2 separate regions of the Bicyclus anynana genome follow, and region 2 is linked to region 1. The links are chromatin contacts, called in public Hi-C maps. All regions are on one chromosome and are shown on one strand. Each heading gives the region's core, a stretch centred on a gene start, on an enhancer-like site or on the middle of the called end of the contact. The rest is flanking DNA. Distances are from core to core; before and after follow the strand shown.

What was found. A called contact is a pair of places that touch in the nucleus more often than the background predicts.
Region 2: a Hi-C map of whole larva shows a contact between it and region 1, with 5 times the contacts expected there. The contact joins the enhancer-like site here to the promoter of LOC112051090 in region 1. A contact is called at or near these places in 2 of 2 Hi-C or Micro-C datasets (whole body and whole larva).

The regions. Positions count from the first base shown.
Region 1 is chr23:8,570,226-8,575,999 of ilBicAnyn1.1, reverse strand. It overlaps LOC112051090 (cyclin-dependent kinase inhibitor 1), which reads right to left and starts at 2,550. Exons shown (of 3, transcript XM_024089570.2): 1 at 2,396-2,550; 2 at 90-526. The coding sequence starts at 471.
Region 2 is chr23:8,622,011-8,627,784 of ilBicAnyn1.1, reverse strand. The region is part of intron 2 of LOC112051090 (cyclin-dependent kinase inhibitor 1); the gene reads right to left. Among protein-coding and RNA genes, the nearest start is that of LOC112051090, 51 kb to the right of the region's middle. Within about 2 kb of position 2,939, at least 8 of the 8 cell types and tissues checked have open chromatin away from gene starts, as enhancers often do.

The DNA.
Region 1 (5,774 bases), core at 1,301-3,800:
AAGACATTCAGAGCCGTAAAATAATAAAAAAAAATTATAACGAATGATATTCGTCATAAATGGTAAAGATTCAAAAATGGAACACTCACCTGTTATTCTCTTTTGTGTTTTGCTGTTTTCTGGACTCGACACTTTGGGTTCTTGTTTCGGCACTGCTGGTTTTGGCGTTATTTTAATTGGCGATCTCCTTAATGCGGCAGGGATGGACGCGGCCGGCACTAGTTGCCATGCGAACCTTTGAGCTCCTGGCAGTGGAGTTTCGGTCGCAAAATCGAAGCCCCACCTCTGGCTGTCCAAATCTAGTTGCCTCGCCAACTCTCGCTCAACAAATCTCCTGTTTTCCTCCCTGTCTGTGCACCCGAACAAGTTTCTCCTCACGCCCTCGATTGTTGTGACTCCTCTAACATGTAAAGACCTCGTGTCCAGCACCGTCGTCTGGATGCCAGGCGCCCTCATACTTAATGTAGACATCTTCGTTTCAATAGTTCCAAAACGCTTAAGCACTCCTTGACCGCATCCGCGGAACCTATGCAACAATAACTCGAGTTTTTAACACGCACAAACCAATGTTTGTCTCATTACGAACCAATAAGAATGTAAACAACACGAATACGACAGTGACGCGTAAGTGACGTGATACGTCCGTCCTAGCACAAAGCGATCGGCCGACTAAAGAAAGAACGCCGAACGCGTCGCGTTCACCTTCGCTGCGCCGCCGCCGATCCGACCGCGTCGCTTCACGCGTGTTGTGCTTGTTGCCACAGTGTGGCGCTACTATCGAATATTTTCCTCAAATAAGACGAATAATTGCATCAACCATTTATCAACGAATTTCTTTTCTTCATTTGTATAAAAAAAATAATATGATAAAGGCATTTAAAGTACATACCGATGCTATAAAATTATCTCTTTAAAGTAAAAAAAGTGATTTTCTTTTGGAAACTACGAATAATTCTTATAAGAAAATATTAGTAAACTATATAACTATATACCTAAGTAGGTAACAAAACTATATTTTACGAAAAAAACTAAAATAACCAAATAATTTACGATAGTAACTACCTAGTTTTAAAATTATTCCCTATAAAACCTATCTACCTTTAAGAAAATAAACCAATTTAATAAAATTTTTTTTTTAGGAAATAATAATAAAATGAAGCAAACTTTCGATCATGCAAAGAATACCTATTAATCAAACATCATGAAACTTGAAAGTGAATCATTACGTTTACCTACGTATTACAATGTTGTAATGTAATGTTGCCATATAAAGTTGACTCAAATCGACTAATATATACATACAATTTTATTCATTTATAAGTTTACTAGCGGTCACCCGCGACTTCATCTGTGTGGAATTTAGTTTTTCAGAAATCCCTCGGGTGCCGTGAATTTTTCCGAGATGAAAGTAGCCTATGTGTTAATCCAGAGAAATCCATAATCCAGAATAGTAAATCTATTTCCATTCCAAATTTCAACCTAATCAGTTCAGTAGTTGCGGCGTAAAAGAGTAACAAATATCCAATCAAACAAACATCCATACAAACTTTCGCGTTTATAATATTAGTAGGATGTAATTAACAATCATTTTAAACAGTATTAGCCATGATCTGTCAAATCACTACCACTAATAATTTGTGCAACTATTTTCGATAATAACTAAGAAATAATGTAATGTTCAATTAAAAATAAATCTAATGTAATAAAAAAATAAGTCATAGAAATACACTAAAAATAAAACACATAAATAAAAAATAAAACGTCTTACTACAAAAAAAGTGAAGTATAAGCAATATCTGGTAATTATAACTAACATATTACTAAATCCACTTTTGTCTACGATAAATCTCATATAAAATATACGATAGTAAAATGGACGAATTAAATTATATCAACAATTATAAGTTACCCTAAATTAGAGGAATGTTTAATTACTTGTCATTATGGCAACACCAATACAGAGCTTGTTTACGAAGAACGAAGACGTGTCTAGTTACGTGTGCAGCATACTATAAACCTTCTTATCAGAAATATCGCTGTCCCTGTCACACTTGCACTTGTTCGTGTTGCATAAAAGAGGACAGAGCATATATTAATAGCACACAACGTCGCCGCCATTTTGCTGAACGGGGACTAGAATATTACAATAGTATTAAAACCAGATTTATTAAAACAGAACTATTATCAAATAAATGATTCAAAATATGGCATTTATACATTTAATTTGTTCAAAACTGTGAAATATTTTTGTTAAAACACAGCGCCATTTCGGATTTAGTTGATTGTAGTAAAATTGCGAAACTATTATTTAATACGTAGACGACATCATGTGTTCGATTTATAAAAAGATAAAATTATTGTTATTATTTGGAATAAACAATAAAATTAAGCTCACCTGATAAGTTTTACAACGTTATTTCACGGAAAATCTTCAATTTAACGTCGGGGTTCACTGCACTGGCGTACTAATTTTCGAGATATGACAAAGACGCGATGGCGAGAGCGCGGGCTTCGCGCTGATTGGTTGAAAAGGGCGGCCATTGTATTCATTGGCTCGAGGATTTTAGGCGCCAAATTTCGGTTGGTCGAGGAGCCGGATGGCGGGAAATAAATGCGACTTTCCGGTGCGCTCGAGTTTTGTTACGGAAAATTGTGTTTGGCGCGTTCAGCTTTATTCTTGTTTACTTGTATTTCGGTAAACATATTCAAGAGCGTATGTGTAGGTGTTCAAATGTCGACTATTTAAAGAATTCGCTGCTTTGGATGCGATTTTGAAGTTATTCGCGATATATTTAGAAATGGGCTCTTTTCCATATATATTTGTCTAAATGAAGAAAAACTACACCATTATTGATGAGTTTGAAGGTTTGTCTTGTTATAAAAATGTTAATTGAATGCTATTAAGCGGTAAAATATTGTTTTCTATACTTTAAACTTTCGTTTATTATTATTTTATACCCGCCAAGCTTGCCTTTCGAACCGCTACCGGTAGAGTCTTTGCAAATCGTCAAACTTGACGTTTCGAAAGTGCTTGCAATCTACCTGAAATAAATGAATTTCGGTTTGATTAATTTTATTTTTAATTTAAAAAAATTAAATTTACCCATGGCATCGGTTATTAGGACTAAGGAAAGTCTGTATGAGATTGATGCAATCGTAAAATATATTGTATTAGATAACAGGTTAATGTTGTCTTGTTGGTTGGTGACAATGGTTAACCGCATAGACTTCGGATAGTGCAGTCTTGGGTTTAAGTTCCAGTGTTATTAATTTAACAACATATTAAAATAAAGATCAAATAAACTGAGAAATGTTATCTACACACTTAATATTCACGAAAAATTGTCAGGAGGCACCGGAAGACATTTGTTACATAGAATATCAATTTCGTAAATGTCAACATACGAGTACGTCAAAGTTATAGTGTTTTTCAGATAGGGTGACAGTTCGTTTCACTCTTAAAAGCTTGCCGCGATTCACGATAATAGTACATATTATGAATGTCATAAGGCAACTGTCACCGTGCCCATGCTATCTGAAAAACACTTTAGTGAATTAGCCGTGATAGCCCAGTGAATATGACCTCTGCCTTCGATTCCGCAGGGTGTGGGTTCGAATCCGGTCCGGGGCATGCACCTCCAACTTTTCAGTTGTGTGCATTTTAAGAAATTAAATATCACGTGTGTCAATCGGTGAAGGAAAACATCGTGAGGAAACCTGCATACCAGTGAATTATCTTAATTCTCTGCGTGTGTGAAGTCTGCCAATACGCATTGTGCCAGCGTGGTGGACTACTGGACTAACCCTTCTCATTCTGAGAGGAGACTCGAGCTCAGCAGTGAGCCGAATATGGGTTGATGACGACGAATTAGCCTGCAGGTTGGGATAAGCTTTATTGAGTTTTCCCGCATATTTTTAGGTGAAGCCTGGAGTTGACAAGCTAGTGACGTTTTACTTTCATGCAGGAGAGCACGTAAAGCGTGGTGGGTCAAAGCTCCATATCCCCTCCCCTTTTTTATTCTTTACAAGCTAGCCTTTGACTACAATCACACCTGATGGTACGTTATGATGCCATCTATGGTGGAATCGGGCAAACTCGTTAGGACTTAGGAGTAGGATGAAAACACCACAGTCGTCTTTGCCGGTAGGTTGGTAACTAGCCACAGCCGAAGCCTCCCACCAGCCAGACCTGGACCAATTAAGTAAACCTAATCGGCCCAGCCAGGGATCGAATCCAGGAACTGGGTCTTGTAAGAATTTCATAGAGCGCAATCATATACGTACTGGACCAAAGAGACAGGAAGATTATATTAACTTAACGGTAATATAAACATAAATCCTAATATTTTCTGCACCTGTGGAGAAAGTAATATTTTTTACACCAGTGCAACACAAAACATCTGCTAGTGAACGGAAACACGTTTTTGTCCACCGCAAACTCTGCACCGACTTCCGGTGTAAATAGGTCACAAAGTTACTAACGGTTTCTGTGTTTTTAGATATAAATAGGGATGTTGAACCAATAGTTACTAAGAAGGTTTGATTTTCGGCGGACTTTGTATTTTATTGAATTTATATATTATATAAGTATAGAAATAAGGAACTTATCTAGCTTTATAATATTAGTATAGATGTATTTTTATCTTGTCTATCTGTACGTCCAGACTAATCTCTGGACTGGCTGAACCGATTTTAATGAGACTTTCACTAGAAGAAGTAACGGGTCTCAGCTGAAAATCAGCGTCGTGTATTATATGCTTGTATATAGTACACGGCATATGCTGAGCTGTACACCCTTTCTTTTTAAGGGTTACAGACAGACATGCTGTCTTTAGGGTGGGATACTGTTTGTAACTTTTAAATCTGAATTAATTTATTTTCTTTCTTTCTTTTCTTCTTTTATCCTACAGATAGATTTTTCTTTTCCTGCGGGATTTGTGAAAGACTGAATTTCACAATTTATTTTATGTACCTACAATATCTTTATACATATCTATACTAATATTATAAAGCTGAAGAGTTTGTTTGTTTGATTGAACGCGCTAAAATCAGGAACTACAACTAAAGGTCCGATTTGAAAAATTCTTTCAGTGTTAGATAGGCTATTTATCGAGGAAGGTTATAGGCTATATGTTATCCCTGTATTCTTACGGAACGGGAACCACGCGGGTGAAACCGCGCGGAGTCAGCTAGTAATACATAAAATATTAAATTGAATGAAGACCCACCGTAATCGTTGGTTATAAATAGATCAATCTATCATAACATATGACAATGTTGAGTAGCCATTTTTGGATGAAGACATAACAAACGACAAAACTGCACGTAAGCTAAACAATAACGCTGAGTGGCTGTTACTGACTGATATCATTGATTGTTTATATCATATTCTGGTATATCATGATTTATGAATGACCATATAATAAAATAGCTGGTGCCCCGCGGTTTTACTCGCTTAGTTCCAGTTCCTATGGGAATAGCTAGACCTGGACCAATGGGGATGATGACTAGGTTTGAATATATTGATTTTTATGATGCATTTGGGTAAATAAGGTGAATGTTAACTAATTTTTAAGATTGACTGGATATTTGCAAAATAAATAAGATTATAAAATTTCAAAATCCACTAAAAATATTTTATCGCAATTAAATGAAAATTCATACCTACAGTTTTAGCTTCCTTACATTAAATGTGACATTTTTTAATACATGAACTATAAATATAAACGCAAAAATAACAAAGTTATTAGTAATTTTGTTTAAACGCCCATACA
Region 2 (5,774 bases), core at 1,690-4,189, 51 kb before region 1:
CGTACAATTTTCAAGGCAATGAACCTAGCCTGCCAATTACAGGCAATATATCAAGAAGTCAATTGTAATACTTTCTTCGCTTTTAATCTGTGCAAGAAAGTAAGATAAGGTAATGTATGAAATTCAGTATTGTCATTCATAAAAACATCGTGAGAAAACCTGCATACCTGCGAGTTTTCTTATATAGTGGAATTCATACACGTTGTAGGGATACCCCCAGGGGATCATTCACCCACTGAGTGTCAATTTCTCAAACAAATACAGGTTAACTTCGACATTCAGCGGCTGAATGATCCACTGGGGGTGCCCCTACAACTTTTATAAATTCCACTGTTAATCCTCTACATGTGTGAAGACTACCAATGCGCATCGGGCTAGCAAAATTCAAAAAATTCAAAATTCATTTATTACAAGTAGGCTCAGTTTACAAGCACTTTTGACACGTCACGTTTGTAAAGATTCTACTACCTAGCGTGGTGGACTATTAGCCTAACCCCTCCCATTCTTGTTGTATTAATATGGGTGGTTAATGATGAATGAATTTTTAATCAAGCAAGAATTACAAACGTATTAAAAACCTCAGTGTGCACAGGTGCAAAATCATCTGCATTGAAACGTGATAACAATTCGAAACTTAGCATCGAATTACAGATGCATAATAATCGTATTCAAACAAGTCAAGCCAGAGAAGTCAGAAGCTAAAACGTAACACGAAGTATATAGGCGTTATAGTTAGGATGGCATGGCAACACGCGATGCCTGAAGGTCAGATGATTTGCTTTCGTCTCGCGTACCACGTGGTTGAGACGACAAACAAGTCTAGATGTACGTTACATATTACTTTACGATATTGTATAAAAGTAATACCTCATACATATCACTTTATCTTAGTTTATAACACTCTTGAAACGTTAGGTTGTAAACTGTACCACCAATTTAGAAGGCAGGATAGCTACTGAGAATAGCCGGCAAGAAAACAGCTTATCTTTGAATTCTTTTTAAAACAATCAAATTTTTAAAATCAGCATGCAAATTACTTAAATACAAAAAGTTAATTTAGTATATTAACTTATGAATATGACTTGTTGAATTGCAAATATTTATAAGTCATAAAAGTTGTTAAATTGTAATTATTTTAATAGAAAATGGTTTAATTTAATTAGAAAATAAGAGAGTTTATGTTTATTATACTTTGTAAGACTTTAAGAACTAAAATATCGTTGTAAATAAGTTTAAAACACGAGGTTTTATCATTGAATAGTTATGTACAAGTGTTGTCAAGGTTAAGGTGAGATAATAAAAAAAAATCGTTTGATATTTTTAACGTGGAACGTATCGATATTCATTATGATAATATTTGTCAAAAACTAAATGTCCTTGACTAAAAGAAGATCGATAAGGAAACGGCCAATTGCGAGAATATTACACCTAGTGTTGTTACAGTTACAAGATTTTCAAATCGATTTTATGTCAGTTCAGTCATAAAATCGATCTGAAAATCTTTTTGATAGTATTAAGTACAAGTATACAATCGATTGATATAATATAGGCGAGATAAAATTGAGGAGATTAACTGAAATGTCCTCTAAATAATTATGTAATAGGTATGCCTAACTTTTCTTCGTTTATAATATGGTCTGGTCTGGTGGAGTAGTAAACTCACAAAGAAATGTTGAAAAAAGAAGCATTCACAGATTTCATTAAATTTACACAGGAAGTTTGGATCTTAATTTACTTAATAACATTAGGATATGTTACTTATAAATTAATATTGGTTTGTTTCTAGTAGATCTTATATATAATCAAAATCTTCTCTGTAGGTACTAACTAACTTTGCTTCAGCTTCTTAGCTATCATAAACCTTTAACAATCTATAATTCGTGCACAAATATAGTTTTTATTTCGGCTTTTATTTTAATTAATTTTGTCTATTCACTAAAAATATCGATATTATGAAGAATCGATGGAAGTATTACGATTCACTTCAATCGATTCTTCACAGTATCGATATCGAAGACATTCGGAGATGTCTCAGCCCTAGTCATGGGCAAGGCTTGGGACCAGTTAATAATAACGAGCGTGGCGAGTGTTTTCGTCGGAATCACTGTAAAAAACTATCGCGAGTCCGTTTGTGCAGTCGGGAACTATGTCAATGACGTCACCAGGCCCAAGGCCGACTGGTCACCACGCGGCTTGGGCTCATTTCCCGCCAAAACTTTGGCCAGTAAATCACGTGTTCACTTAATGACTAATTAAACAGATATAAACGAATACGTTGTGTAATACCTAACTGATTATATAATTTATTGTAGTTTGTAAAATATTATGATTTGCTAAATGAAGATGAAGAATTAGACCATTAATAAGAATTCATTAAAGTATTTATTTACGTACTTTCTTTTGATAAAACTTTAATTATGGAATAAAAAATATTGCATGAAGAATATTATGTAGATACTTGTATCTCTATTATAAAACTCACTTCGTTCGTTTTGTTTCTAGGTATTTTCATAAGCCCTAAACTAAGTTCAAATTTAAAGTTCGTTTATTTCAAGTTACTTTACAAGCACTTCTGAAACATTAAGATTGATCATGTAGAAACTCTCCATCGGTGGATTACCCAAAACGTGGCTTTGTAAATTATAACCTCAAAACATAAACAAAACAATGACACATACAAAATCGTGAATCGCTTACATGTAAGATTTCATGATAAACAACACATTAAACACGTTGATAAAACATAGTGAAAATACTTTCACAGCGTTACGCAACCGTTTCCCGCCAAATGTTCAATGGAGCGGTTCGCGCCATTTTCTTATTGATATTACACGGATGATTTAAGATGGCGTTTTCGCGACGCGGGAGCGTATAGCGGCAGGATTTGTACACTATGCGGTCGGTTAATACCACTTTAGCTCGTAAATATGCGGGTGTGTGTAAACAAAATGGCCTTGGCGATCGTGCGCGTGGTCGCGACGCGTCTATACAAACTCTACATATTTATCGTATGACACTATCAATCTTTTATCACCGCCAAACGATATACTGACGACGTACGACATTTCAAATATTAAGATATCGAGTGGAATTCCTTCCATGTACCTAACTACTTGATGTTTTGACTGACTGGAATACTAAAAATAGATCACCATGCTGCATGTACCTATTTTGTTCGTAAAAGGCAATTTTTGGAATTTGCAAGATGGAATTTCACTGAAAGTGATGTTTGGCAGCGTCACAAAACATACTAAATCGAGGGATATTTTCAGCGTCTTAAAATTAACAATAAGGCATGTTGATGATCATTGTTTAAGTCTTTATCGCGTAAATAAAAACATGTACCTATGTGAAATTTGGCCTTGACGCATTTTCTACGTTAACATTGATAATAATTATGTAAAGTTTGTAATACTTTCGTTTCGTGTAGAAATGACTGATTTATTTTGTTACTATCCACAAAAAATCGAGGAATCAGCGTCACCTAGATCCTACAGAAAGTCCTCTACGTATATTTCACCCTGAAACCAGAGCATCCTCAGATGTTGACTCTACAACGTTAACTTGCGGATTGTATTCGTCAGTTTTCGCGGATAATAATAGCAAAATCAATAATGTAGTCAATATTAATAAAGAACTGACTGCATCTATTCAATTCTGCATTAAGTTCAGTCTTATTTCAAGTTAGTTAACAAGCACTTTTGAAACATTAAGATTTATGATGTAGAAACTCTTCTATCGGTGGATTATCCAAAGTGGATTATCCAAAACGTGGCTTTGTAACCTCAAAACATAAACAAAACAATGACACATACAAAATCGTTCAAAGTGATTTGATATTATCAAGTAGCGTTTGTGATCAGTAAAATGAAATACTATCTAGTTTAACACTGCTAACTGGTCGCGTTAACGCTTCGGTATCTGCGAGCGCTTTAATAAGAGTTGTCGAAACGGTGTGGTTATTTTGAGCGACCTAAATATCTGTGCGAGCACACACAGCGTCGCGTGTGTCGTATTATGTATTGTGAATTTAGACAAACTGATTCAGAGGGGGGATTTATGTGAATTTAGACGAACTGATTCAGAGGGGGGATTTATGTGAATTTAGATAAACTGATTCAGAGGGGGGGTTTATGTAAATTTAGACAAACTGATTCAGATGGGGGGAATTTTGGGAATATAGACACTGATTTAGAGGAGGAAATTTATTTTAGTAACAAAGTGTGGCGGCCTTGGCTTTATGATTGTCTTACGGTCAAATTATTTCGTTTTATGTGCTTAAGTTTTGAATTTGTGAATCTACATTGTCTATGCCTAATTTGATTTATAAGCCGTCAAATAAATAGTCGTCTGAATTCAAAATGGTAATTTATTTTTCTCCATACCCAAGTCACCTTGTAATTTAAGAGAATCAGACAATAAAAATAGTAATCATTCAATTAACTATGTATCATTTACCGTTAAGCATTCAATTAACTCAATTTACCGTATTCAATTAACTAGTAACCCCTACAGTAATAATTCAATTAGTCTGATAATACACTTAGATAATTACGTAGTTACTGTAATTCTAATTTGAATACAGACATTGTAAACAGTGAACACTTAAATATCGAAGTAGAGCAATTTATAATCTGCCTTATAAAAAAGGTTACTAGTCCATTGAAATGTTACTTCTTTGACTGAACATCGGAAAATTATAAGGCAGATTTCTTAGAGGACTTTAAATACAAATTTTGGGGATTCTAACCTCTAAGCCAGCCACAACAAATTTTTCGTCATAGAACCAAAAAATATACTGATTGATCTAGCAAGCGGAGGCATCTAAGAAAGAATGTTTCCAAAATTTTGCCTGTAAGGGTAGTAAATCACAAATTTACGCGGAAGAATTCGTGGGCATCCAGCCAGTCATTAATAAGACATTCATTGGTTAGTTCACGAAACATAGAGAAACTTTGAATAGACAATTTAGATGTTATTTCCATCCTACACCTAATTTCGTAACCTTTGCATGCACCGAGAAGGTCGCCCATAATGTATTCAGTATGCATATCCATCTCCTTTCACACGACTAGAATCTTATTAGACGGAGATGAAAAAATGCGTACGAGGTATTCAAGAGTACGAGAATTCCTAAAAGATTTATCCGGCGACATATTTTTTTATTTCGCTTCCTTTACAAAGTTCCATATTGCATTTTGGTGACGTATTCTGTCATTTCTTTCACAACATTATTTTGCACAGGATATGACAAACGCTGACGGAATTCGTAATTGTAGATTGCACCACCATGGCAATATCATAAAGTGCGGAAAATATTTGTTGCCCTATGACAATTATTTAGTACAATTTTTTAAAATCTTTTTTTGTTGATGCACCAGATTAAGAATAAATAGAGAAAACTAAAGTTGTAAGTATAGGTATATCTTCATGTGTAAAGGCAATAAGGTAATGCCATTGAATGGAATCAGAAAAATCATATGCAAGAATTTAAACTTTTTCACGATGAGTTAACGTAGATTAGTTTTCATAACATCGCGTGAGGAAATTCAGTTGCAAGAAAATAGAATGACGTAATGTTTGTAAAAACGGATAAGATAGAATAGAAAGAAACGATAGACAATGTCCACGCGCCACCATACGCTCATTTATTAAAAAAAAATATCTTCAGAAACCAATTTAACATTTCTAATAATCTGAACACGGGACTGGTTTAGTGACGTACAGCTTCCGAGCAAGTCTAAACTTGATCGGGCGCGTCGGACTCAGTCGCT